Linked DNA regions of Danio rerio: all the other regions are linked to region 3. The links are chromatin contacts, called in public Hi-C, HiCAR-type and Micro-C maps. All regions are on one chromosome and are shown on one strand. The core of a region is the stretch at or near the end of the contact, and the rest is flanking DNA. Distances in the headings are between cores, read along the strand shown.

Region 1 (6,672 bases), core at 3,891-6,390, 360 kb after region 3:
TGTACCACTAGTGACCTTAACTATTATTAATTTTATTGAATGACTTTTATTTTGATCATTTATTGTACTTGAATACTGTTACTCATGTACAGGCCACAGCAAAAATGTGTCTGGGGATTGGGAAATCCCCAAAAAGTTTACAAATTGTTTATTAGAGTTTATGGAGATGCAAATAGTAAACATTAATTCATCAATCTCTGACTAAACAAGTGCATAGAAATACTCACAACATGCAAAGACAGAAATGCACAGCAAATAGCACAGAACGAAAATGTGTTGGGGGACCATAAAATTTGTATAGATTGTTTATTCGATTTTATAGAGATAAAATCCCACTTCAGAATCATCCCAGATGATCTAATATTATAAATTCTTTCCAAATAGAAATATTAAATCATCTGGTGAGATTGTAATTATTTCTCAATACATATGACAAAATAAAAAAAAATATCACAATGTTAGAGTTTTCCAATATCGTGCAGCCTTAATACATAATATGTACCACTACACATTACACACTACACATACACATTAGGAACAACAGGTACACCTGTTCAACTTCATGTTAACACTATAATTGTATCAGTCAATCACATGACAGCATTTCACTGCTTTATAGTATGCAGACATTGTTAGGACAATATGCCATCAGAATGGGGTAGAAATGTGATTAAAAAGAATAGATGTTTGTTGGTGCCAGACAGGCTAGTTTATTATTTCAGAAACTGCAGATTTTATTGGTATTTCAACGCACAAATATCTCTAAGGTTCACAGATAATGGTCAGGAAAAAAAAGATTCAGTGAGCACCATTTCTCTGCCGAAAATGTCTCATTTATACCAAGGGTCAGAGAAGAATGGCCAGTCTGGTTTGAGAAGATAGAAAGAGGCAACTCTCAAATAACGACTTGCTACAACTGTGGTCAGCAAAAGAGCATTTGATTACTTAACACAACAAACACTGAAGCAGATGAGCTAAACTGCAGCAAAAATAGTGACAATCCTGTCAGCTCCAACCAGAAAACTGACGTTACAGTTAACACAGCCAAACAACAGAAGATTGGACAAAGCCTGGTCTCATGTGTCTGTTTAATTTGTGAATTCTGCACGGCAGGGTCAGAATTTAGCATCAACACCACAAAAGTATGGACCATTCCTACCTTGTATAAACGTTTCAGGCTGCTGGTGGTGTATGTGTGAAAGATATTTTTCTGTGCACCCAACTGGGCTCCTTAGTACCAAATGTGCGTCGTTCAAAACAATTACCAGCAAAACACTGCCACCTAGTGAGCTATGTTTCGCATGGTTACCATAGCTTCCTCCAAAATACAAGTTATTGCAGATATTATTGTTGCAGTAACGCTATTTTTATTGCTCACTTGAATGTTCGTGTTGCTTTCCAGTCTGTTTTTGCTTTGTTTTTTCAATAATTTTCAGTGATTCAATCTTTTGTGATATCTGGTCTCACAACTGGTGGTGTAATGGTGTGGGGATATTTTTTTCTAAAACACTTTGGGTTTCTAATAACAATTGTGAATATTTTAAATGGTGGGAATCTACATGGGTAATGTTGTTGGCCTTGTCTATATCATTTTAAGATTTTATGATTACTTCAAGCAGGATGTTGTGTCAAGTCATTCATTCAAGCAGGATGATGTGCCAAGTCATTCATTCATTCATTTTCTTTTCAGCTTAGTCCCTTTATTAATCTGGGGTCGTCACAGCGAAATGAACTGCCAACTTATCCAACATATGTTTTACACAGCGGATGCCCTTCCATCTGCAACCCATCACTGGAAAACACCCATACACATGCATGCACACACATACACTACGGACAATTTAGCTTACCCAATTCACCTATAGCACATGTCTTAGGAGTTATGGGGGAATCCAGAGCACTTGAAAGAAACCTACGTGAACACTGGGAGAACATGCAAACTCCACACAGAAATGCCAATTGACCCCGCCGAGGCTCGAACCAGCAACCTTCTTGCTGTGAAAGGATCATGCTACCCACTGCGCCACCGTGACGCTCATGTGCCGAGTCACAAAGCTCAAATCATCTGAAACTGGTTTCTAAGATATGACAATGAATTCAATCAATTCAATGCAATCCGCAGTCACCAAATCTCGATTCTCACACGCAATCAAGTCAATATGGATGTTTCCTGAGGAATGTATTGAATGTAGAAGCTCTACATTAATAGTACTATTTGAGTTACCTTTTTAAAAATGTCACTTTTTAGTCCAATTAATTTTGCTTTTAAAATTGCTAAATTAATATTAATGTAGTCACACTGAATTACACACTCAGTGAGAGAATATGGTCACTGCTGGAACAGACATAAACCACAATAGCAGAATAGAGCTTTACATTTCTGCAATGGAAGTATAATCTCAGCATTTTGAACTCTTCGAAAAAAATGAAAAGCAAATTGTCTCAATTTCAGATTTTACTTAACTAACAAGAGAAAATGGCACGAAACTTTTTTAATCTGTATATATGACATGTATAGCTCTGGGGTCAGCAGTACATTCTCAGAAGATGACATTATTCTAACTTACTGTTTTAATATGTTTTTTAAGGTAAATGAAGGTGTAGGATATATAGTGTGTAGTTAATTAAAGATTAACTCAAAGCAAGAGTAGAGAAAGTAACTTAAAAGTAACATTACACATTACAATAAAAAATTAACTGCAACTTAGTTACCCTTTTGGGGAGTTACTCAAATTGTAATGCTCTATTTTCAAAAGTAACTTTCCTCAACACTGCTGGTAAGCATATATTAGACTGTTGTGGAAAAAACAGCATATGCTGGTTAGGTAGGTTTTGAACAATTGCTGCTGGTTTAAATTGGCTTAAGCTGGTTCTTTGCTGTTCATGTTCTGGTCCTAAGATGTGCCTATCCAGCACATGACCAGAAATGAACATGCTTAAATCAGCTATTATTTTTTTAAAATCTACCCAGCAAATGCTGTCCTTGTCAACAGTCTAAATATTAAATAAATCCCCTATAACTACACTTACTGGCCACTTTATTAAGTACACTTTTTCAACTGCTTGTTAACACAAATGTCTACTTAGATAATGACATGGCAGCAACTCAATGCATTTAGGCATTTTACAGTAGACATGGTCAAGACTGTCTGCTGCAGTTCAAACTGAGCATCAAAATGGGGTAGAAATTATATTTAAGTGACTTTGAACATGGCATGATTATTATTGGTGCCAGATGGGCTGGTCTGAGTATTTAATAAACTGCAGATCTACTGGGATTTTCACACGCAACCATCTCTAGAGTTTACAGAGAATGGTCTGAAAAAGAGAAAAGAGAAAATGCAGTGAGTAGCAGTTCTGTGGGCGCAAATGCCTTGTTGATGCCAGAGGTCAAAGGTGAATTGCCAGTCTGATTCAAGCTAATAGAAAGACAACATTTACTCAAATAACCACTTGTTGCAACCGAGGTATGCAAAAGAGCATCTCTGAATGCACAACAAATCATCCTTGAGGCAAATGGGCTACAGCAGCAGAACACCACACAGGGTACCACTCCTACTGCAGCAACTGCATAATGCTATTATCTCTCAATATGGACCAAAATCTCTGAGGAGCAGGGGCGGACTGGCCATCTGGCAATTCTGGCAAATGCCAGAAGGGCCGGACCATTTTTTAAATGTGGGCCAGTCAGCTATTTTTACATTTTTTTATTTTTTTTATTTGTATTGTTTTTACATGCAGGCAGCTTTTATCTCTTGCAAGATGTAAGTATTATGATGATGATGATGATGATAGTAATAATAATAATAAATATTAAGCATTGGCCCAATCAGCAATGAATGGCTGGTTTCGAGATGGGCTGACCCAAAATCTGGCTAGAATGTCAAAAAAACAGTAAGTGCAACACAAGCTAATTGTCAGAAATGGACCATAAAAAAGGAAAGGAGGTGCCGAAAAGCTCAGAGAAAGCAAAAAAAAAAAAAAAGAAAAAAGTAAAACTTTGCCGAAATGCATAAAATTAACAGAAATAGTCTTGAAAGAGGGCAGCGGAGGGGCGCAAGAAGATTGCTTTTTCGAGTCTCGGCTGGGTTAGTTGGTGTTTCTGTGTGGAGTTTGCATGTTCGCGTGGGTTTCCTCCTGGTTTCCCTCACAAGTCCAAACACGTGCTGTAGGTGAATTGGGTAGGCTTAATTGTCCGTAGTGCATGTATGTGAATGTGTGTGTATAGGGGTTTCAGTCACAGTGGGTTGCACTTTGGAGGGCATCTGCTGCGTAAAACTTATGCTGGACAAGTTGGCGGTTCATTCCGCTGTTGTGATTCCAGATTAATAAAGGGACTTAGCCGAAAAGAAAATGAATGAATGATCGCATATATAAATTCGATTTTGTTCCAGTCACATACATTTAATGTTTAAATATCTATTACATATATGGTACTGCTTATATTATTTCACCATCTGTACACCAAAATAAGTAGTGAATGTGCATGTTCGTGCATGGGGCTGTGTTGGTGTAGTAATGTGGGCTGGTGTGGCTACAGTGCCAGGGCTGATTTTTAGTCCCAGTCCGCCCCTGCTGAGGAGTATTTTCAGTACTTTGTTGAAACTATGCCACAAAGGATTAAGTCAGTTCTGATGGCAAAAGTGGATCCAACCCAGTACTACTAAGATGTACCTAATAAAGTGGCCCGTTTGTGTATTTTTTTTTTGAAAAGTCAAGGTGTGTACAGCTAAAGTAATAGCCTATAAATTATCTTTAAATTATCTGTCTTATAGCCTGCAGTACTATTTATGTTGAAAAATATTATTTAAATTATTTATTTATTTTGTAGCTATGACATTATTTAGTTACATTAATAATAACAACGTGTTGCCAGACATCACACGAGAACTGAATCACTGAAAATGACAGAAAAAAACAAGACTGGAAAATGACTGGAAAATGACACCCACGAGTAATAAATAGTTACAGGAACAACTTGTATTTGGAGCTGAAGGAAGCTATGGTTACCATGCTAAAGTTTAGAGAAGTTGTGAGCGTAGTATCCACGTGGTGCAGTAGGTGGCAGTGATTTGCCTTGTCCCGTTGTCAGATGGGAGTGGTTTAAATGCCAGGCAGGATCACCCCCCTATGAGGATTATTTGAGCAGTCTGTCTCAAACAGAGGGGTGTTGCCCTGTCCACGCGAAACGTTCTGCATTTGCTTTTCTCAATTACAGACAGACTCCAGTAATTCTACTTAAGGTAAGACTGCTATATTACACCTCTCTTTTACATTCAAGCAACCAGCAAAATTACCAAGTCAGCAATAACGTGACGGTTTACCCCACTGTAAACAACGCTGAAGTGTTACTTTCCACAAGCGTCTCTTTGTGCCTAATGTTTCCACAGGAGTGACACTTTCTAACGGGACACGCCAAAAACTCAAACTAAAATCGTTTCAGAATGTGTAGGCAGGCAGTGCATTATATTGAATAATTTTACCAATCTACTCAACTCGTATTAAGATTTGAAACAAAGCCATATATGGAAAGATTCAGAATTTCTGGATGCGCCTTTTAATAATGCGGTAAACGGGATGTCTGGAAGTGCGCAGTGAGCAGGATTGATCTGTCACATGCATTAAGAAGAGCAGGCCTATGTTATTGATATTTGGATCGATTTCTCCTTATCCTCAACCCATTCTCCTTAATGTTATTCTCAAAACACTTTATATAATGATAATAAAGCAGATGTTAAGACATTCATTTTGTATTTTTGTATTATTTACATGCTGTGGCTATTAGATCAACTTGTATATTTGAATGGTACTGTATGTCATGTGGTGTGTATTTCTACTTTTGATTACTCATCCTCAGCCCCTTGTGCATAATTATCACTTGTTACCATAGAAACACACACCCAACTGAGACAAACATTGGGTTTGTGGTAAAGATGCTGTAAAGAAGGAGGAAGCAACACAGGAAACACCTTCCGTGTTTGTGAAAAAACTACAGCAACATTCTATAAATTATCACAGAAATCATGTGTGTTATACTTGCATATATTTTATTAATGCACCTAACAAATCAGTGTTGTTGCTTTCTTTCATTTATAAAAAACAACCTTTTTCATAAAATGCAATCCTAACACACATTTACACACACAGAAACACACATAATAATAACATACTGGCATTTTTTCATGGGTGCTCTAATCCAAACACACCTAAACACACACTCATTGATAACATACTAGCATTTCCTCATTGTAGTTCTAAAAGACACCCATATATACACAGACCTAGTGATTAGAAGAATTACAGAGTCCAGTGAGAGTAACGTTTACTTTGTTTCTGCTGAAAGGAGAGAAGCTAGTCCTTAAAATACATAGTATTGTATTTACATTTATTTGTCATGCAAAGTGGCATGGTGGTTCAGTGGTGAGCACTGTTGTCGCACAGCGAAAAGGGCGCTGATTCAAGTCCCTTCTTCACCAGTTGGCATTTTGGTGTGGAGTTTGCATGTTCTCCCCATGTTCGCATGGGTTACATAATATTTTACTAGATATTTTTCAAGATACTAGTATTTAGCTTAAAGTGCAATTTAAAGACCTACAGTTGAAGTAGGGCGAGGCAGTGGCGCAGTAGGTAGTGCTGTCGCCTCACAGCAAGAAGGTCACTGGTTTGAACCTC
Region 2 (6,978 bases), core at 3,895-6,394, 420 kb after region 3:
AAAATATAAAACTAATATAAACATCCCAAGCGTGCAATGTGTCATTTACACCTAAATGGATCAACAATTTGGCTGATTAGCTGCTGAACTCATCATATACATCATATTTTTGTTTTGTTTTATGTGGCTGCACACAGTCAGTTGCCTTTTGGAATTATTTCCTACAATTGACAGATAATATAGCATGCAATGTGCACTTCATTGTGCTCACAAACCATTTAAGTGGCCTCCATTTCCCAGCTGAGTGAAATTACATACTTATATACTATAACTATAAATGTATTTGTTTTACTAAAGATAATTTATCATTCTGTAATGCACTCCAGAATCTGACAGATTGATTAGCAGTAGACTATAGAACAGTTATCTGAAACGTTGTCATACAGTGTTAGGCCTGGATTTCAACAATAGCCTTGCATTTACTAACACAGACTATATTTGAAGTATTTGGAAGTCATTGGCGTTTTCCTCCTGTAGAAAAACGTCATGAGTACAATGTTTGGTGGCTCAATGTATTACAACGTTTTTAAAAGACTAAACACTTTATCAATATAGTGCACAACCAAGCACAAGTGAAGTATTAAGCGTTTCTCCCAAAGATAAGAATGTCTAAGCAAAATGTTAGCAGGTGTCTGTAGCACCACTCATGCTCCACCTTTTTGCTCTTATTTGGTATCCCCCGGTCGATGAGATGACACGCAAACAAAATCGCGATGGTTGGCCACGCCTCCACATCCTTTACAGTCTATGGCTTGACCTCAACCACTCTTACTGGCAGAGCATTGATTTAAACAAAAAGCTTTTGGACGTTTTTTTTTTTTTTTTTTTAAAGGTGAGGAGTTATTCTATGTTCCACACTCTCTTCATTTTCCAGTTGAGCTTATGTCAAACATCAAATAAAAAAATGCACATTTCAAAGCACTCCATGGGACCTTTAAGGATATTTACTTATATTTTTGTGTGTATTTAACTAATATGTGAATATTTATAAACACACATCAAATACCATGAAAAACCCCATAGACAAAGGTTTAAAGCAGTGGTCACCAATCTCTGTAATGGAGGGCCAGTGTCCATGCAGGGTTTAGCTCCAACTTGCCTCAACACACCTGCCTGGATGTTTTAAGTATACCAAGTAAGACCTTGATTAGCTTGTTCAGGTGTGTTTGATTAGGGTTGGAGCTAAAATCTGCAGGTTGCCGGCCCTTCAGGAACAAGTTTGGTGACCACTGGTTTAAAGTAAGAAAGAAATTCTTCTGGAGTTCTGGTGTACATCCCCAGGTTAAACAGGACTTGATCTTAATCTGTATGACATCACACTAATTAGGACCACCCCTAAGTACCTTAATGCACATCCATATAGATAGAGGAAGGGTCAGCAACGTGAGCAGGATGGAAAAAATCACCAAGATCCATCCACACAAACCAATGTCGCTGTCTGTGTTCTCCAAGGCTGAAAAGCAAAACAAATATGTATATAAATACACACATTATACCGCCACAGAATAAAAATAAAGATATAAAAAAAGACAACAAATGCATGTTACCCTCAAAAAACTGAAAGTTACATAAGTTCAAAGATGCAAAATCAGAATATTGTAGCATCAAACTGAATTGCATGCATTAAAGTGCATTATCAGTATTGAAAAGATAAACAAGAAATCGTCATAATCACATTGATTAAATCAAGCCACGCAAGTGAATGCAAATGAATGCTTTCTTAGATTTTAAACAAATTTAACAAACAAAACTGCCATTAATTTGCTTATAAATGTCACCTACCTTGAGAATCATCAACTGTGTGACACCATTGATCTATAGAGAAACGTAACTGTAAGCTACTGTGTGTGTGGCCTATAAGACTATTAGGCTACAAGCCCTTCTTCTCTAATCAGGGATAAGACATGACCATTGGCAGACGCAAATACATCAAGAACAAATTACATTACTGCTGGGACAGTCGAAGGAAAGTAAGACTGAATGCTAGGATATGATCATTGAGCAGGACAATGATCACAGTAATTGTTGAATGATTAAATCATTTCTTCCTTGTACTTGCCTCACAGCTATTGCATTACAGCCGAGATCTTTGACCACAGGCCACATGATCTGAAGAAACTCCTGAACTAAATGCTTTTTGACAGGGTTCATTGTAAATCAAATCGCTTTCAAAAGACAGCACAACTATACACAATACTGCTTACATTTATTTGATATATTAAATTGTCTTGTTGAATTTATTTACTTATTTATTTATTTATTTATTTATTTTGCCTGACCATGTCATGAATGTTTCTTTTAAATATGATTTACAGTATTTATAAAATGTCACTTAGCACAACAATTGTTTATATACAAAATAATCATGACAGACATATTTAGAATTAAAAACAATAGTCTAAATATAAAATATTATACTTTTAAAAAACTTGTTTTACAGATTTTAAATAATAAATACTACATTTTAATTTAAAATCATTGTTTTATGCCATAATTTGTCAGCCATACTGTATATTTTCAAAAACTTTAAATATACAAATTTTATAGGGCTGGGCGATTTGACCTAAAATCAAAATCTCGATTAATTGAACATTTAAACTCGATTACGGTAATTAAATGATTATTTTATTTATTTATTTATTTTTTGCATTCATCGTTCACTGACAGGTTTTATACAGTAAATGTGCTCAGATATTACAAGTGAGAGATTTTTAAATGAAGGGTGCATTACTTTATATTAAAATAATTGAAGGAAACGCACACTATCTACTATCTATTATTTATTGAACATCAGGATTGAACAACTGAAATTAAAAGACGCATTGCCTAAAACAATCACTTTTTTTGTAAAAAATTGAAAATAAACAACTTAAATTATGTTTTTTTTTTATATTAAAAGTAAAAACTAAGCAGTATCTCTTCTAAATAAAATAACTCTTGTATGTCCTGTAAATAATAATCTAATCTGAATAATAATAATCTTCTGTAAACAAATATTTTAAAGTAAATAGTAATTTTGTTGAAATGGAAAAATATGCTGCCTCAAGATATCTCTGACACAGCTTCCAATCAACACCAATGTAATGCAAATGTAATGCTTGAAGGCTGCGCTGGACCATACGCGTGTGCTCGGCACAGAAGTATAAATCAGCTTCAATAGAGCAGGGTCACGTGACCACACATTGGAGGGAAAGTAATCGGAAAAAAATTGACCTGAACAAATTTGAGCGATTATGAATGTTTATTTTACTTACTTTTCAATTCATCGGCCCGCCCTATTGTTTGTTATATTTCAATAAGTACAGGGCAGAATAATTATGTTATTTATTTTTTAAATATATTGCAACATTGGAATTATTATATGGTTCTAAATAAGAAAAATGTTTTCTGTAACAACTTATTTATATTGAGTGATTTTATAGATTAAATATGCATTTGTTATTTATAAATGATGTAGAAACTAAATTAAGAAGTCTCATCTTTGACCTGTAAATTAATTGATAGATTTTGATTGCTTCAAAATTGCTGCAAATGTTTTGCATAAAGTATTTTGTTCAGCACAAATAATGTGAATTTACCTTTTTTTTTTACTATTATTACTAAACCACACCTACCTTACAAAACCATACCACACTCGCACATGAAACAATACTATAGTTTTTAACCATAAAAAATAAACTGTATATCAGACAGTATATACAGTGCTCAACATAAATAAGTACACCCCTCACAAATCTCTCATTCAAATTAATATTTTCTATAGGATGCTTTACAATCTTATATTTGTGCATATTCATTAGGTTAGACAGTGCTGAAGTTAAATCTGGAGCTTATATAACAAAAATAACTTACGATAACTGTCCAAAAACTAGTATACCCAAATTTATAAGTCAGAGAAAAATATTAAATACAAATTTTTAAAAGAGGAAAAATCAAAAGCAACAAAAAAGATATACAATTTTGTTGAAATTTTGTAGTTTATAATTTCTTTTGCAATATTTTGCATTATTTAAATGTATTATCTTTCCATTTCTAAATACGTACTGTGACTAAAATAATATTTTAATAAATATATCTGTTTAATAAATCTGTTTTGCTTAAGTGCACCAATATATATTACCCATATTCACTGAAAATGGACAAAAACATTCATTTTCAAAATTGGATATACTCATTTATGCTGAGCATAGTATTATAGTATTTACAACATTGGATTAATGAATGCTACATCATACCATTGTATTAACTTGTTTCTACTACAATAAAAGGGGTGAAATTAATGTTATTTTATAACCTATAGATGGAAAAAAAACTACAGTACAGGGTCATTTGTTTATATTACTATAGTTGTATTACCATATCAACTATAGAATCACCACAACTGATTAATTTAAGTACTAAACACTATTTACTAAATTACTATACATTACTATAGTATTTTTTCATATGGGTTACTACACACAATACTGCACCACAATAAACTACATAACTCCAAACATGTAACAACACTGTTCTATATTATATTAAATATATTTTAAAATGATAATACCTTTATTATTTCTCGAGCTCAATTCAGAGTCTGGCAAAAACAAACAAAACACCAAATGATTGTTATGATTAAGAATGAAGTCCTTGTTCCATACCACAATGCTAGAAGACTCTTTTAAACGTTGTCAGGATATTATGAGGACCTGTTGTTGCTCAGATTGGCACAAGAGCATATGAAGACACACCCATGGTGCACTACCAATAATAAAAGACCTTAAAAAAAATAAATGCACCATTAACGCGCTTCTAATGTTTACATATTTATAAATGCATTTAAAATCTATTTAAATACATGTAATATAGAAATATCTAGCATGGGTAAATCTTTTAACGTCAAATGAATGTAGCGCATATCCAATGCACACAACGGTACAAACACGTGACATTAAATAATAACAATAGTTATTTAGTAGCAGACCTATTTGTCGCTTCCTCCGTTCTTCCTCTCTCATCGCAGCTGTTTCTCTGCCATCTTCCATGGTCGGTGTAATCTTTGAGTTATTCAGGCTGATACGGAGCAGATCTTGAATGCACTTCCAAGCAAAAGATCTTCTCTGTGATGTTTTTTTCTACACGGGACAGATGATCGGGTTTCTGCGTGGAGTACAGCCCCCTCTCTCACTGGAAGAGGTTGGGCTGGAGTGGGCGGGCATTATTGTAGTCTCATAGAGGTAACCTAGAAACGGAAGTATTTACCACAGAAATTCCAGATCATTTTACCCACGGGGGAGTTCATATAAAAATAACGTTTTAAGTTAAAGACCGTGTTCTTAATCGATGGTGCATGTTTCTTACTTAAAGGGATAGTCCAAAAATGAAAATGGCGTTATTTATTCACCCTTTACTTTCTCTATTTTGTTTCAGTTTTTTTTTTTTTTTACAGTTTTATGTGTTTATAATATTATTTAACCTGATCTGTTAAGTTATTATCACTATTACTACCATTGTCCTTTTTGTGTAAGATTGGAATGTGTATGTTTGTTATTGAAGTCAAAAAAAAAAAAAAACTTGTTACAAACTTATCAATTTTCACTTTCTGTTGAACACAAAAGAAGATATTTTGTAGAATGTTGGAAACCAGACTCTCAAAGTAGTATTTTCCTATTATGGAAGTCCCTTTCACACATACAGGATTTCCGGGAAATTACCGTATATGTTTTTATATGTTTTCATCGAAGTTGTTCACAATACTGATCATCCACAGAGTTTGTAATGTAGTCAAATGTTTACAAATAAAAGCGCAGCCGTTTAAGGCTAATTTGTGGTGAATGATGTCAGAATTTACCGGTATTTTGGAATGGATGTGTGAACGGTCTTTTCTGGAAAAATTCCGTAACGTCCTCGCCTGTGTGAACAGCACTATTGACTAGCCTACTAATTTCCAATATTCCTCAGAAGATCCAAAAAAAGATGACTTTTTAAAGTTTGTCAGTCTTTAACTTTTTAAATTAAAAAAAGATTTTGTTTTTAAATAAACACAGTGAAGAAAACCTGTTTGTGGTGTTTTTCCTGCTTAAACAAGAACACTATATAAAATATCAATAAACAGTAGCCTATAAGGTATTGCCATTGCAGATGGCTTGAGGCAACATGCATACTTCTGTTGTTGTTGTTGTTGTTTATTCTTACTTTTTGATTATACCAGAGATGTCCAAACTAGGGCCCGTGGGCCAAAGTTGGCCCATACCTTTGATTTGGCCCACCATCTGACAAGGGAAAACGATATGATTTAGAGATAGTCATTTAAATCTAATGTAACCTTTTGTTTATTTTAACATTAACTGAAATTAAATGTTTCAAATAAATATTGTAAATGAATCAGTTTTAGTTCAAAATGTACACACTGTAACCAGATGAATGGAGGACAATGCAGAGACTTTGGTGAGAAGGCAAAGGCTGATTCTGCTTGGCAATTGTGTATTCAGCATTGAACTCCACTGTACACTGTTATGTTTTATTGCAATAAGTTATAATAAAAAATTATACCGCATTAAAGTAATCATTTTATTCATTTATTTTTTAAATATTAAGAATTAATTTAGGCAATTACCCATGGCAAATTTAATGTAATATAATTTGGTATATCCGGGCCACCGCTCCTAATGATAATTGGTTTTTGACCCTTTATACGAAAAAGTTTGGCCACCCGTGATAAATAATGTACGAAAACTACACTACCCATGATTCTACTAGGAGAACTCTCCACCAATCAGAGAGTCGATTAAACCACGCGGCGCCATGAATACGTTAGCGCCCTCTCCTGAAGTAGAAAGTCTCATGAAGGTGAGGTGAAAGCTGTCATTCTATGCTCTTAAAAGTCTTATATAACGATGTATATTTTGCAACACACGTAAAATGTGTAATTTAATATATACATATTTTAACATCTTCAAATCAATATACCCATCCCATCGTTTTTCACCAATCCAT
Region 3 (7,277 bases), core at 4,156-6,655:
ATCAGATGCTACTTTGAGAGGCATGCCATACATTACAATAGACCCGAACATTAAAAACCTAATTTGTGTATTTTTTTTTTTTTTATAAAGAAAATGAATAATTGTTTAATTGCAGTAGAATCTCTTCAATGAAACATAATCCTAGAAACAGCTGAGGCCTAATAAGTTCATGAACTTTAGCAGCAAAAACATCTTTACTACCTTTTACTTGTCAATATTATGGTCATAAATTATGAGCAGGGTTTTTTTTGGTTAAATTGTAGGAAATTAGTATTTTATGCACCATATTGTGAATATAGTCACAGCTGAAAGGGATGAATGTGCAACACACATCAAAAGTGGTTTATACCTGTTGCAACTACATTCTTAAGGTCATCAGGTACTTTGTCCACTGGCGGGAGCTTAATGATGTCTGTGAATACTATTTCGTGCTGAAATCCAGATAATAGGCATTAGTTAACCTCATACAATAAAAACTTACTTTACAATTGACCACTAATTATTTCCTTTTGTACCTTCACCAAAGTCCAAGACACCACTCGTCCATCAGTGGACACTGAGAAGAAGTTGTGATTGCTGTCCAAATCGTCTTTTTGCCACTTCACCTGTAACAAAAACAATGAACATGCAAAACATAATTACCTTGAACAGTACATAAAATCTGTTTCATTTGAAGTACACTTCTATCATTTTTAAAAATTGGGGTTTGTAAAAAATATAGCAAAATGTTTATACTGTGAAAATTTTTTATAAGTAAATAGCTAATAATAGACTTTACTTCAGCTTTCCATGTTACATTATTCTTCTTTAAAGGATAGTTCACTCAAAACTAAAAATTCTGGCTCACCCCTCACAAACCTGTTTGAGTCTTTGCTCTTTTAAACATATTTTACATACTGAACATATTGAAGATGTTTCGAAAAGTTGTATTATAGATTTGAATGGTTACCAGTTTTAGGCTTTCTTCAAAATATCTTTTTTTGTGTTCAACTGAAAAAAAATCAGAAAGTATTAAAACCAATGAAGACTGAGTAAACTGTGAGTACATTTTCAATTTAGTGTGAACTAAATCACCTTAGGTAAATCATTTTAATATGCTGCTTTGGATCTCAAGAAACATTTCTCATAATAATCGATGTGCAAAAATTGTGAAACTAATTATTTTTCTCCAATTGTTTATCTTAACATTTTGTTTGATGAACAGAACATAAAAATCTTACAGGCCATAATATTTGACCAGTAGTGTACATCTATATTAAACACTTAAAATATCACAAACAATATAAAAAAGTAAGCATATATATGAGAAGCAAAAAAATAATTCTTGGGGTGAAATTTCGTAAGTTGTACCTTTTTTTTGCAATATTTTGCTTGAATTTAATTGTATTATCTTTCAATTTCTAAATATGTTTGGTAGCTAAAATATTATTTTAGAAATATTTAATAAATCTGTTTTGTTTAAATGCACCATAAATACATTGCCAATAATAACTGAGAAATAGATACAAATATTTTTAAAATGGGGTGTTCTCAATCATACTGAGCACTGTATATGAACAATAAATATTTCAAAATATATTTGTCAAAAGTATATCCAAATTTCTTAAAATTTTTGAAGCTGAATTATTTGTATGCATCTTTTTTTTAGTCCGAGTGCTATTACATCTTCATTGCAGTAACTGTAATGAAGGTTTACTGTTATTGCTTTAAGTTAACAATGACACCATGGTCACATCATCACCCATACCTGCCACACAGCTCCTGTGTGTTTGCCAGAGCTGGCTATGCTGTTATACATGGGTTGGTCACTCTTTTTCCTCAGGTCATACACGGACACACAGCCATCATATAATCCCACAGCGACCAGGTAGGACAGCTGTTCATGGATGTCCACACACATTACACCCGAGTCTGTGTTAAAGATGAATTCAGGGAAACTGGGATTCTTTAGGGTGTAAAAGAGAAGCATGCCGCGCTCCTGCTGAGTAAATTCATCTAGAGGGGTAAGATAAAACGCATTTTTAGAATCATTTAACTTACAAATGATTCCATTTATGTATATATATATATATATATATATATATATATATATATATATATATATATATATATATATATATATATATATATATATATATAAATAAATAAATAAAATACATGGTAAGTTAAGTAATGTTTGACAATACATTTTAAATTCACATAGACAGGTTTATGTCAAAAAGAAAAAAAAAGAAAAATTGTGTAAAAAAAAAATTAAAAAAGCAACTTAATTTTAGAGGATAGGGAGCTGGTTATGGTTAGTTTACAGTATTTATAATTAATTGTGCATGCAAAAAATAGAAGTCTATAATGAATGCAGATGCAAGTAAATCTCTGTGAGTTTTGTTTAAGTGAACAGGTGTCGGACTGAAAATTTAAAAAAAGAGAGTCTGTGTTTGCATGAGATATCTGTAATTTGGAACAAAACAAATTAAGCAAAGCACAGCATACAGATAAGAAATCATGAGTGTCCTGCCAAAATTAATACTTTCAATGCTAGTCAGCCCTGGTTTGGCAGAATAAATAGATAAAAATAAATAAATAAATAAATAAATAAACAGATAAATAAATAAAAAAGGGAGAAGGAATCCTATTATCTGATGCCACCCTGTGCTCCTGATAGCTGTGCAGAAACAGACAGTTAAAAAGAAGTACAAACGTTTCTTTCAGAGTAAATATAGTTAACTTACACGACCCAAGACCAACAGCAAACAAATCACTGTATATATGATTCCTAGAAATACACAAGTGTGGTTGCCATTATTTGTTTCTGTTTACTCAACAAAAAAAGTAAATGAATGCATTTTACTGTACTCCAATGTGAGACTCACCAGCAGAGGGCAGTCACAGACAGCCCTTTAGCTTTATCATACTGGAATTTCCACAGTGGGAGAAGAGTCCCCTTCTCTCCTCGAAATTCATCTGCTGCATCCTCAAAGTACATGAAATCTAAGGTTTGGAAGCAAATGTGATTACAAAACTTTTTGACGAATGTTAATCTGTCAAATGAAGAAGAACAAAATATATAATTTGATTAAAATTACCTTGTGCAACTTCATCAAATATATTTTGGTTCACCATACGCTCAATGATCTTGGCAGGCTTAGCTAGCTGGGATATGTCATCACTCTATAAGCACAAGTAGTAGGAACAGCTTTTTTATTTTCTTTTTTGCCAATAACTTTTGTTATTGTTGTTTTTTTCACTTAACCCCCTTTAAACCATTTTTTTACATTCTTTTGTAATTAGGACAATAGTGTATGTAGTTCTTTACAATGCATGTCAAATTATATTTATTTTTTAGCCACCTGAGCCTCTGCTTGGATCATCTTTTTCTTGCTTCTGTCCTCCTCTTTGTTTGGGAACTGGCTTTCTTGTTTCTCTTTGCTTTTCTCTCGCCTCTGAAGTTCCTCTACATAAAAGTCATAGATCTCCCACTGTAGAAAGACCAGGGTTTGCTAACACTGTATATATGTTCAATATAATGAAAGCATAGTGCTGGTTTAGTGCCAAAATTTTAATCAAAATAATTTACAGAAAAAAAGACTAAAATTATCTTACCTGATTGGCTGTAGCTGAGAAGTTTGCACGAGGGGGTGGCTCAGTTTGACAACTTATTTCCTGCAAAACATTATGTTTTATTGAAAAAGAAAATGAAATAATGTGGATAATGCATGAAATGTGCACAAAGCCTACAAAAGCATTCATGCAATCACTGTCAATCAATGTTCATTTTTTAATGAATAATAAATCCATGAGACGTAAAGGTTCAATAATGTAATCCATAGATCTTCTCACTCTTGGAAGGTTGTTTAATGTTTGTGAGGCTCTATCAATGAAGTTAAACTGGTTGGTGACTTTCTGTTCTCTCTTTCCAGGTTTGATTGGCACATTTTCTAGTCTCTCATCTCCACCACAATCTTCCCTTTCAGTATGTTTAGCCATCAGTCTTCGACCTTCATCTGATTCCTTGTGCACAAGATTCCCTTCTAGTTCAAAGTGAATAGCCATCTGATCCACAAAGACAATAGTTTTATAGCAGCCCTCCTGAAAAGACAAATAAATTTTAGTTGTTTAAATCATCCTCTTTAAGAAGCATAACTTTATATGCTATAGAGATATTTTTTTTTACTTTGAAACTGTATCTGACAACGTTCTGAGGGGCATTCGGATTGTTTGCTGTTAATACTCTGGTAATCTCTTCCTTCAGCTCCTTTTGAACACAAGAAACAGATATTATATATATATATATATATATATATATATATATATATATATATATATATATATATATATATATATAATAATCCCAACATTATTAGATGCAGAGTCAGACCACAGGCTCTATTCAGGTTTACACACTTCTTCAGTTAAGTCCAGCTGGTCTGGAGGCTTCACAAGGGTTTTTCCTTGCATCCATTCTTCTCCGTCAGCTGTGTCTATCCCTTCCTCTTCATCCTACGTGACCAAAAAATGCCTTTTGACAAATTTGACAAAGAATTCATTCAGAATGAATATGAATAACGTTAGTCGTGTTGAAGGCTAACGTTACCTTCTTCTTTCCAGTGGTTTTGACACCCTTTACCACAGGAGCCTTTGGCTGGGTGTTAACATTAGGTGACTTAATTGAGAAAATAAATGCATTACAATCATTAAGTAAATCAATATTCGTTAAATTAACATTGGTTAACCAGAAAGCAAAATTCACTAAAACTATAACGTTAGGTGCCAAAACGTGTTTGATACTTATAAAAGTTATTCTTTTACGATAGTATTAAATCTGCGTTCGTTATAATGCTATTTACATACCTGTTTACTTTTCACTGTCCCAACTTTATAAGAAACTGACATTTTTTCCTTTTCAAAAAACGTGAAAGCAACTTTCTTTGGGTAACAAGACTGCTCCGCTCTCTGAAACTAGTGTTTGTGCGTTTAGAGGTTGCCATGGCAGCTGCACCCGTCGGACTGGCGAGACATTACTGCGCATGCGCGTAGTTGGAGCCCCTCACCTGCTCCTCCCCTCCCGTTCCTCCTCGCTGCACAATAAATATAAAGCCATGTTTTGTGTTGGAAGAAGTAACTTCTTCTCACATTGTTTCAATTTAGGTGACCTTGAAGTTTTGTGAAAATAAATTTGCAAGCACGTACAATAAAATTTGAATAACGATGTTTGTTATTATGGTGTCAAAATTTACGGAAGTAAGAAGGCGCGGCTTTTGTGTCCTTGATAGTGTTGGAAAGTCCGATTCATTTAACAGCGAGTCGGTTCTTTAGAATAGTTCCCAACTATACCTATCAACGTATTCAAACGAGCTGTTCATACCGATATTGATTCATCAAGAAGATTCAACTCAAAGGGCGGTTTATTCAGGTTATTGTTTAACCGAGTCATTCAGTAATATTGTGGTGTAGCGGAGAAACTTATTTGGAGCTAAAATGAAGGATCGTCTGGGCGAATTATCAGCCGTAAGACAACATTGTCTTCTTAATTTATGTAATTTAGACGTAAAACTATTGATAATAAGTTCGATTTTTTTACAGATAAGATAACGTTACTTGCTCTCACTGTACAGAATATTTGCATTAATGCTTTTTGGATTAGCCAGCATGTGGTTACTGATAAAACAATGCTTTCTGTTTCATTAAAGCCGTTTATAAATGTCTCAGTGACTGCTTTTTTTTTAACAGTAATTGTTTTGACTAACCTTGGCTTTCCCCGTTCAGCACTACAATGACATCACCATCGATGTTGAGTCTGACGCTTTCCTGGAGAAGTTCCTGCCCAAGGTTTGTGTACTTACACCGTGTTGTTTGAACATCTACTTTATTGCGTAAAACGGTCTCTAATCCACATTGCTCTTACAAAAGAGAAGTATACAGTTACTTTATGTGTAGGCTACTTGAAAGTTCAAGTATAATTTAAGTATACTGTACAGTTTTCAGCACTAGTAATTTACCATTTTAATACTACTTGCTTGGCTCAAAGTTAGCCCAGTGTTTAGCTCATAAAAATATAATGTCAGTCATACTTTAGATGTAGTTGTCAGTTTCATTATTAACTTGTTGCACATTTTAGTTTAATATACTTAGACTATTCTTTTTCAACTATTAGCGTTGTAGTTTTTATTTTGCAAACAAACTTTAAAATTAAAAGTATAAAAGTCACATAACTTTTAATAGTTATTTATCTTTACTATGTTAAGGTATTGATTTTAGAAGTATAGTTTATGTAGCAGTGTATAAAACCATGTGGAAACAATATTTAGGCTACTCAATCTCATGCAAAATACGTATACATATAACTTCATTAAAAGATTGAGTAAGACCAGCCAGACTTCTGTCAGTGTTATTTTAAGTGTAGTCTATGTAAGTCAGTTTTTAGACAAGTTTTTTTTTTTTTAAAGTTTTAAAAACTATACTTTCTGTTAAGGTATAACTGAAAAGCAAATAATTTCTATCGTCATGCATGTTACTGTATATGTACAGGTTGATGAAGCTCAAAAACTTATAGAAAGACTTTCTTTCCTTGTGGAAGAAGTGAAGCTGAGACATCGTACCATTTTGACAGAAATCAACCCACAGGCTTGTGAGTATGTTGCACATTTTGTTTTAGCAGTCTTGTCTGCATTAAGCACCAGTGTTACAAATATTTAACAAAAATATAAATTAATTTGAAGAAATTCTAATCCATTAAGCATGAAAGTCATGGAAATAGACTGTTTAAAAGGTGTGAGAAACCTGAATGCATTCAATAATAATAAACAAAGTTGTTTTGTGCAGTCACTTCTCTTTTTCTTTGTTACTCTCTACCATGTTTTTGTCTCACAGATGTGAGAGATGAACTTGAGCTGTTTGGCAATGACATCAAGCAGATAGCAGATGCAATCCAAGTTAAACTAAAAGGTGAGTTAAAATGTATTTATTTATTGTTAGTTTACACTGAATATATACAGGTTCACTCCTAATAGGAGAAGAATCATCATAATTTTTTCAACAGATAGTTTTCTTAGTCTTTTACATTTTTCACTAAAGCCAGTTTTAAACAATGTGGAGGCCAAATTGTTTTAGTGCAATGTATAAACAAACAGGACACAACAAAATTCTAGGTCTAAATCTAATAATAATTTGAATGACAAAATCAAATATTTTGAAATGTAGTCACTCTTACCATTTTCTTTTCTGCATCCTAGCTCACAACCAGTTCTCCTACTGTCAAATGGGCATTTATCTATGCTGTA
Region 4 (6,917 bases), core at 1,038-3,537, 320 kb before region 3:
AAAGTAGCCAGTGAGTGGATAAGCAAGCGTTTCATTATATCCATGAAAGCATTTGAATGTATGTATGTGTATATATATATATATGTATAATAATGTAACATTATATATATATATATATATATATATATATACACACACACACACACACACACACACACACACACACACACACACACACACATATACATACATATATATATACACACACACACACGCACTTCTTTTTTTCCATCCAGAAATAGCTTTTGAGAGAACTATGTTTATCAAAAAAATAAATAAAAAATTGATGCCTTTGTTAATTCTATATGCTCTAATTATTTCATATTAATGCAAGTGCTGTATTAATACAAGTACTTACACGAGCTGGCGAGCCACTCCCCACTTGGACTGAATTTAACTGAAGAAACTGCTTTTGTATGCCCAGCCAATGTGAACTTCAAGGTGTAGTTTGGCTTGACAGGTGCTGACTGAGATAGAGCAGAATACACATAAACAATGACATTATCACAGATCATATAAAATTTAGATCCATAAAAAAAGCTGCTATACCATTTTTACCACAGTATATCCGAAGCACAATGTAAAAAACACCCATAAGGAAGGAAAAAACTGGTCACAGACGGGCGTTTCCAGCAGTGTTTTTTTTCTTTACCTTACTCTGGCTGGCAGAGGCAGCTGATGCCGGCTGTGTTTTAGTAGCCTCTGTGTCTGGTTTCTTCTCCTCAGTTGCCATGGCGACCAAGTTGGAGAGAATGGGTTTACAGAGGCAAGTTCAACGTCAATCTGAATGGCAAAAGGAGAAGTACTAATGAGTGTTTAAGTGGTTTTACATGCATTTATTTAGCAGACGTCTATTCTAAAATAAAGCAAGTGATGCAGTTCTCACAAAACAGATGAATTTTAATTTAAGACTTCTAATTTGAATGACACAATAAATGCAGGAATTAGGTGTTACAATCAACATTTATGAAATCCCTTAAGAATCCCGTTATAGTTTTAAAAACATTTTATACCGACCTACAGGTAAAACTGAAAAGCACATGTTGGCTTCTTTAGCACACTTGTACGTGTCACATCCTTTTGTGATCATACATGGATCATTTTGTCCCAGTGCTCCAAGTATAATGGTTTCCTAAAATTGTGTGTGATATTAAAGGGATAGGTCAACCTAAAACAAAACTCATTCCCACAACCACCCAGAGGCTCTAAATTTCTTTCTTCTATTCAACAAATATTTTAAAGAATGCAGAGGAAAAAAGCGACCACTGTCTTCATCAGTTGAAAAAAAAATTACTATGGAAGTCAATGGACACTGCTTTTCTACATGTCTTATTTTTGTGTTCATCAGAAGGAAGAAAGTAAAGCAGGCTTGGAATGAGTGGAGGATGATAAAAGAACGAGAAAATTTCTTACTTTTGTGTGAAATATCACTTTAACGTTTGAGAAATTTGGATTTGACCCTAATTTAATTTCCTATATTAAATTGTTGATCTTTTGCATTAGAACTATCACTTTAAGATCACAGCTGTACATGATTATTGAGAAATTGCTGCTAGAAACGGCAACATTGCATATAGAGCATCAGGGGTATGCAAACATATATGTGTAATAGATTAGTATAAACTAAAAGGTTTAGTTGATCTACTATTAATATACGATCAATAGAGAAAAAAAGGCAAACTACAAAAATGAAAACTAGAACAAGAGTTCAATATTATATTGTTTGGTCGATGACATGTTTGTTTGGAACTGAAACAAGTAAAAAAAAAAATAACCTGGATAAACACTAACACTAAAATGCAGGTACATTTTCCAAAGCTCTTGTCTGTGTCAGCGATAGATCTATGAAAACAGCAATACTGTTAACGTTAGCTGCTAGGCTATCTGAGAGGCGCAGGGCCTCAGAGCAACCATGGACCACCTGCAACCCTTGAAATACACCCACATTTACACATTATCGTTTACAAACTCGTGGTTTTACTGCAATCGATCAGGTAAAACCCCCGTCCCTTCCCTCGTAAAATAGTTGAAGCACAGATTAATGGATGTCTTTTCTCGGCACACATGCCTCACTGTCTTTCTCCATACATTCAGACAACAAAAGCAGCAAGTAAAATCACTCACCGGCGGCTGTTAAGCGGACAATAAGAGCTGCTTTCTGCTTTTTGGATGAGTCCACTGCCTGGTTTGAATAGAAATGTAATTATAAATCGCAAGAGAGGCTGTTTTGATCATGTAATGAGCTAGTGATCGAGCTAAATACGATGGTGGATGAGCGCCTCTCTACCGCAGGCTCAGGCGGTAATGTGGCAGTGACAACCACTGCGCACGCGCAAAACATTCTTCTTCTTCTTCTTGTGTGTTTTATGGCGGTTGGCAACCAGCTTTTGGTGCATTACCGCCACCATCTGGATTGGAGTGTGGATCCGGAGTTAACTAAACCATGTTTTATAGTTAAACAAAGCCCAACCATAAAAATCACAAAAAAAAAAAAAAAAAAAACAAAAAAAAAAATAAAAACCCCAAAAAAAATTTAAAATCAAATTTTTGCGCGCAAAACATTACGGCGGATCAAGAGGGACATTTTTTCAAAGGCGAGATGTATCGACTAAACACCGGTCACCATGTGGCAGCATCAGTTATTACATTTTCACTCTTTGATGTTTTTCTAACAATAATTTAATAATTATTTTTAAGTCATTTTGATAATTACAAATGTTATTATTATATAATTAAAATGAGCATACAATACCAGAAAAAGACATTTTATTTACGTATAAAAGTATAACTTAAAGGTGTACTTATTTAGTTCATAAATTGTTCTTTTGAGAAGGTACCGCACAAGTGACAGCTTTTGTACTTTTTGTGTATATCATTATATTATATTACAGGATAAAGACGAATGTGGTTATTGTTTGATTATTTTCAAAGTTTGTCTCCTTCTTTTTCCTTTATTATGTGTATGCTGCTTACAAATTATATGTGAATTATATGAAAACACGCTCTTTCCAAAATATGGAATTATACGAACTGTATTGCTAAGTAACGCTGGGGTTTTATATATTTACTAATTGTTTAAAAGCACCCATGATGTTTTTCTCAATATTAAATATACTTATATAAATCTATATAAATTAGGTTTAGAATAGGGTTCCCTCCATGAGCACGATCACGGGGCATCTACAAGATTGAGAACTTGTGGTTTAATGCTGAACAGCAGATGGTTGAGCGCGCCAATGCGCATGCGCACAGCACTTCGCGTACCTCATCTCTGTGCTCCTGCCCAGCCTCCAAACAAGCGACGAGCCACTGGGATTGCCACACGGTAACTCCTTTCCTGAAGCCTTTGAGTAAGTAATCGTCTGCATTTTTGGTTTAACAACATCTTTTAGTGTAATATTTCGCATTTCGTGGCTATATTTCAATAGGGTCTGCGCTCAATCAGTGAATCACAGGAGAAGCCGTTAGCCAGTGGCTAGTTGTTTTCAACAAAGCGGCAATCTAACAAAGCCTCACTGAAATAACATGACTAATCTCATTCGTTTACCCACCAGGTCATTATCTGAACCTCTACTCCACCACAGCGTATCTCTGTGTATGATAGATTGACGCGAGTCAATAAAAAGAGGCTCGAGAAGGTGCAGAAACGCTAAGCGTGGATGCTAACTCTGTTAGCTGCGCGCCATCTTAATGTGAGTGATTGACTGTGTGCTAAAGCTAATCAGTTGCTCAGCTCTTGGCGCCTATTTCCCCATCATATATATTAATGAATTAAAATTTCAAACATAGGCTGGTGGAGGGCTAAATATGTGGTCTGGATGAATTTAAAGGCTTTGTTAAAAATAATTACATTTGAATTAATTACTAATCTGGTCGTGGTATGTGTTTGCAGTCGCAGCACAGATAATTACATTTTTTTCAGCGTTCTATCTTGATATCCATACTGTAGTAGCTTGTTGCAAACCTGAGTTTTTCCATAATGTTTCATAAATATATTTTGAACGTAGACATTTGTTTTTGGTGGAAACTAACGAGTGGACCCGGTTCAGTGAGGCAGTGATTGTTTACGCGGTAATGCTGCGACTGCTGCTGTTTGTTTTCCCAAACAGCTACACACGTGCATAAACCAGCTAAAGTATGTTTAAAAGCGTAGTTGTAATCATTTTTACTTGTTTTTGAGGTGTTCCTAACCTGACCGTCTGTTTAAAAAAGTCTCAGTTTTAATTTAATCGATGTTCATTTGTGTTCCGTAAGTGAATGATGACTGAGACTGTCATTTTGCCTGTTTTTGTGTTTCACAGAAGTAACTTTAAGTCATGTTGACTTGGCTTAGAAGAAATTATATCATGACATAAATAATATTACATAATTACAGGGAAGAACTTAAAAATATGGTTTTAACTTCAGCAACCGAAAAGCATCATTATGTGGGTTTCCAACTCAGAATTAAAGTCTTGATGTACTAATATCCTTGTTTCATGCACAGGGTTGATTTTAAGTGTTTTAGCAGTTTTTAAATTCTTATTTTTGTTCAAAATGCACTATATACAGAAGTCATAATAAAGGGGTTAAACTTTCACCAAACATGTCTAAAACTGTTAAACACCAATTCTTGGGACTATTTTGAAAAGCTTTTTGGTCTATTTCAAAAGTTTCCTGTGTGTGCTTCATGTATGGATGTGTGTGTTTGTTTGTGTGTGTGTAAAAGGAATTTTAAATGTCATGATTTTGATAGAACAGGCCATTGTTCTTTAATAGTTTAGGTTTCCTATTCCCTGTCACCTTCTTATAATTGGTTGCTCGCTGCTCCACTTATTTTATTCTTAGATTAATAATTATTCTGTCACAAAGTATTACTAATTTTTCAGTTTTAATTGCATCATGCTTTTAAATGCATAGGTTAATTTTTTTAAGCATGTTGTTATGACTCATTTGTTTTTGTTTTTGTTTTTAGAGGTTGAAGGTTGGGTCCTGCAATGGGATATGGTCCCTCTCAGATGACTGAAGAGCTAAAAAAACAGAAAAGCATAAAAAAGGCACTCTGAAAATAAGTCTTTTGCAGAATAAAAAAACCTTTCCCATTAAGCAGTTTTTCCCCTCTTCACCAAAATGTCAGCTGTCACTTCCGCAACCCCAGAACCTCCTGCAGCCGCAAACCCTCCTCCTCCAGAGGTGATCAACCCTACCAAACCTGGCCGCAAGACTAACCAATTGCAGTACATGCAAAATGTTGTTGTCAAGACGCTGTGGAAGCACCAGTTTGCATGGCCATTTTACCAGCCAGTTGATGCTGTTAAGCTTGGCCTTCCGGTAAGTAAATGTGTGTTAGACATAATATAATTGTTTTAGCATCCATCATTTTCCATATTTAAACTAGCTTTTTTATCATGGAAGCCTGTATTTTGCGGTTGAAAAAATTAGGTTATTCTGGCTTTTTTAACTTAACAGTTATCAAACTCTCACAATTGCAAATGCACATCTCACAGTTTGTATTTATCTTGTCAGAACATAACATTTCTAAATTTTCAATTGCAAGTTAGCATCTGTTGTATCTTGCAATTTGAGATTATATGTTGCAAGTTTCAGTAAATTATTGCTTGCAATTGCATGTGTTTTTTTTTTTTTGCTTTTTAAATTATTGTTTAATTTTTTAATAACCCCTCATCAGAGTTGTGATATGAGGAAGAAGGTCAGCTAGATGAACCCTATGGTTAGTTTTGTTGTTTGTGAGGATGAAACTTTTTGTTGAAAAACTTTACTTTTTATGTCTAGGATTATCACAAGATCATAAAGAACCCAATGGATATGGGCACCATCAAGAAAAGACTGGAGAGCGTTTACTACTACAGTGCAAGCGAGTGTATGCAGGATTTCAACACAATGTTCACAAACTGTTATATTTACAACAAGGTATGACTTGGCACAGACTAGTTTAAAACACAGTTTTGAGACAGAGGAAGCTTAGACAATTAATGTATATATTTTTATTTGTTTTCTTAGCCAACCGATGATATTGTGTTGATGGCACAAGCGTTAGAGAAGATCTTCCTTCAGAAAGTGGCCCTCATGCCCCAGGAAGAGGTTGAGCTGCTTCCACCTGCCCCGAAGGGCAAAGGGCGCAAACCAGCAGGGCCTGGTAAAATTGAAATCAGCTGAATAAAGAATTAATCATAACATCCTATATTCATGCATAATAAATAATATTATTTTCCTCCTAATTATTTAAATGCAGGTCAGCAAGATGGAGCCGTCTCCACTGGCTCACCCACATCAGTTTTTCCAGGTGCCACATCGCCGAGTTCACAAACAGCAGTAGTATCTCCAGCTCCAGTGCCCGCTATCACTCCTAGCATACCAGCTGTACAGAACACAACTGCTGCCGCTGTGATACCCAGCATGCCTCCATCACAACCCACGGTTAAAGTAAGTCACATGACTTCTCTGGACGTCACATGACATATTTAGTGTCGTTGCCTCACCACCGGCTTTGTGTTTCCCCATTTGTGGTTTTTTGGTTTTCCTAGAAGAAAGGGGTAAAGAGGAAAGCAGACACAACCACCCCTACTACCTCTGCTATCACCGCGAGCAGAAGCCAATCACCCACCCCAATTTTAGAAGGCAAGCAGAGCAAGGTGGCAGCCCGGCGAGAGAGCACCGGTCGCCCAATTAAACCACCTAAAAAGGATTTTGAGGATGGTGAACTAGGCGTGCATGGTGGCAAAAAGGGCAGACTTTCAGAACAGCTTAAGTACTGCGATGTCATCCTTAAAGAAATGCTGTCAAAAAAACATGCTGCGTACGCTTGGCCATTTTACAAACCTGTTGATGCAGAGGCTCTCGAGCTGCATGACTACCATGATATAATCAAACACCCCATGGACTTAAGCACAGTAAAAGTATGTTGAGTTTGGACACTA

Evidence for each region. Hi-C and Micro-C count contacts between places; a contact is called where the count stands out from the background. HiCAR-type assays count read pairs that join an accessible place to other places.
Region 1: a contact with region 3 is called in a Hi-C map of hematopoietic stem cells, with 6 times the contacts expected there. The contact joins the promoter of gsna here to the promoter of stx2a in region 3. A contact is called at or near these places in 11 of 18 Hi-C or Micro-C datasets (caudal fin, embryo, fibroblasts and 3 more) and 2 of 4 datasets of contacts at active chromatin or transcription factors (caudal fin and embryo).
Region 2: a contact with region 3 is called in a HiCAR-type map of caudal fin, with 5 times the contacts expected there. The contact joins the promoter of stom here to the promoter of stx2a in region 3. A contact is called at or near these places in 2 of 4 datasets of contacts at active chromatin or transcription factors (caudal fin and embryo).
Region 4: a Micro-C map of caudal fin shows a contact between it and region 3, with 6 times the contacts expected there. The contact joins the promoter of wdr5 here to the promoter of stx2a in region 3. A contact is called at or near these places in 3 of 18 Hi-C or Micro-C datasets (caudal fin, hematopoietic stem cells and an unstated tissue) and 1 of 4 datasets of contacts at active chromatin or transcription factors (embryo).

What each region holds. Positions count from the first base shown.
Region 1 is chr21:19,001,829-19,008,500 of GRCz12tu, reverse strand. It overlaps gsna (gelsolin a), which reads left to right and starts at 5,140. Exons shown (of 16, transcript NM_001012312.2): 1 at 5,140-5,243. It also overlaps a transcript of rxraa not described here.
Region 2 is chr21:18,943,969-18,950,946 of GRCz12tu, reverse strand. stom (stomatin) reads right to left here and starts at 5,144. Exons shown (of 9, transcript NM_131758.2): 1 at 4,967-5,144; 2 at 1,344-1,453. The coding sequence starts at 5,027. LOC141379843 (a long non-coding RNA gene) reads left to right here and starts at 6,787. Exons shown (of 4, transcript XR_012396704.1): 1 at 6,787-6,831.
Region 3 is chr21:19,361,868-19,369,144 of GRCz12tu, reverse strand. It overlaps stx2a (syntaxin 2a), which reads left to right and starts at 5,405. Exons shown (of 7, transcript NM_001003561.1): 1 at 5,405-5,505; 2 at 5,764-5,826; 3 at 6,526-6,625; 4 at 6,868-6,942. The coding sequence starts at 5,476. dnai1.2 (dynein, axonemal, intermediate chain 1, paralog 2) reads right to left here and starts at 4,968. Exons shown (of 19, transcript NM_001080558.1): 1 at 4,892-4,968; 2 at 4,849-4,889; 3 at 4,592-4,660; 4 at 4,402-4,497; 5 at 4,172-4,252; 6 at 3,838-4,086; 7 at 3,601-3,660; 8 at 3,348-3,476; 9 at 3,084-3,168; 10 at 2,871-2,988; 11 at 2,730-2,773; 12 at 1,748-1,995; 13 at 516-605; 14 at 350-431. The coding sequence starts at 4,889.
Region 4 is chr21:19,677,013-19,683,929 of GRCz12tu, reverse strand. It overlaps wdr5 (WD repeat domain 5), which reads right to left and starts at 2,287. Exons shown (of 14, transcript NM_213099.1): 1 at 2,125-2,287; 2 at 653-783; 3 at 359-467. The coding sequence starts at 733. It overlaps brd3a (bromodomain containing 3a), which reads left to right and starts at 3,186. Exons shown (of 12, transcript NM_001123389.3): 1 at 3,186-3,350; 2 at 4,955-5,310; 3 at 5,773-5,910; 4 at 6,001-6,136; 5 at 6,233-6,423; 6 at 6,525-6,896. The coding sequence starts at 5,110.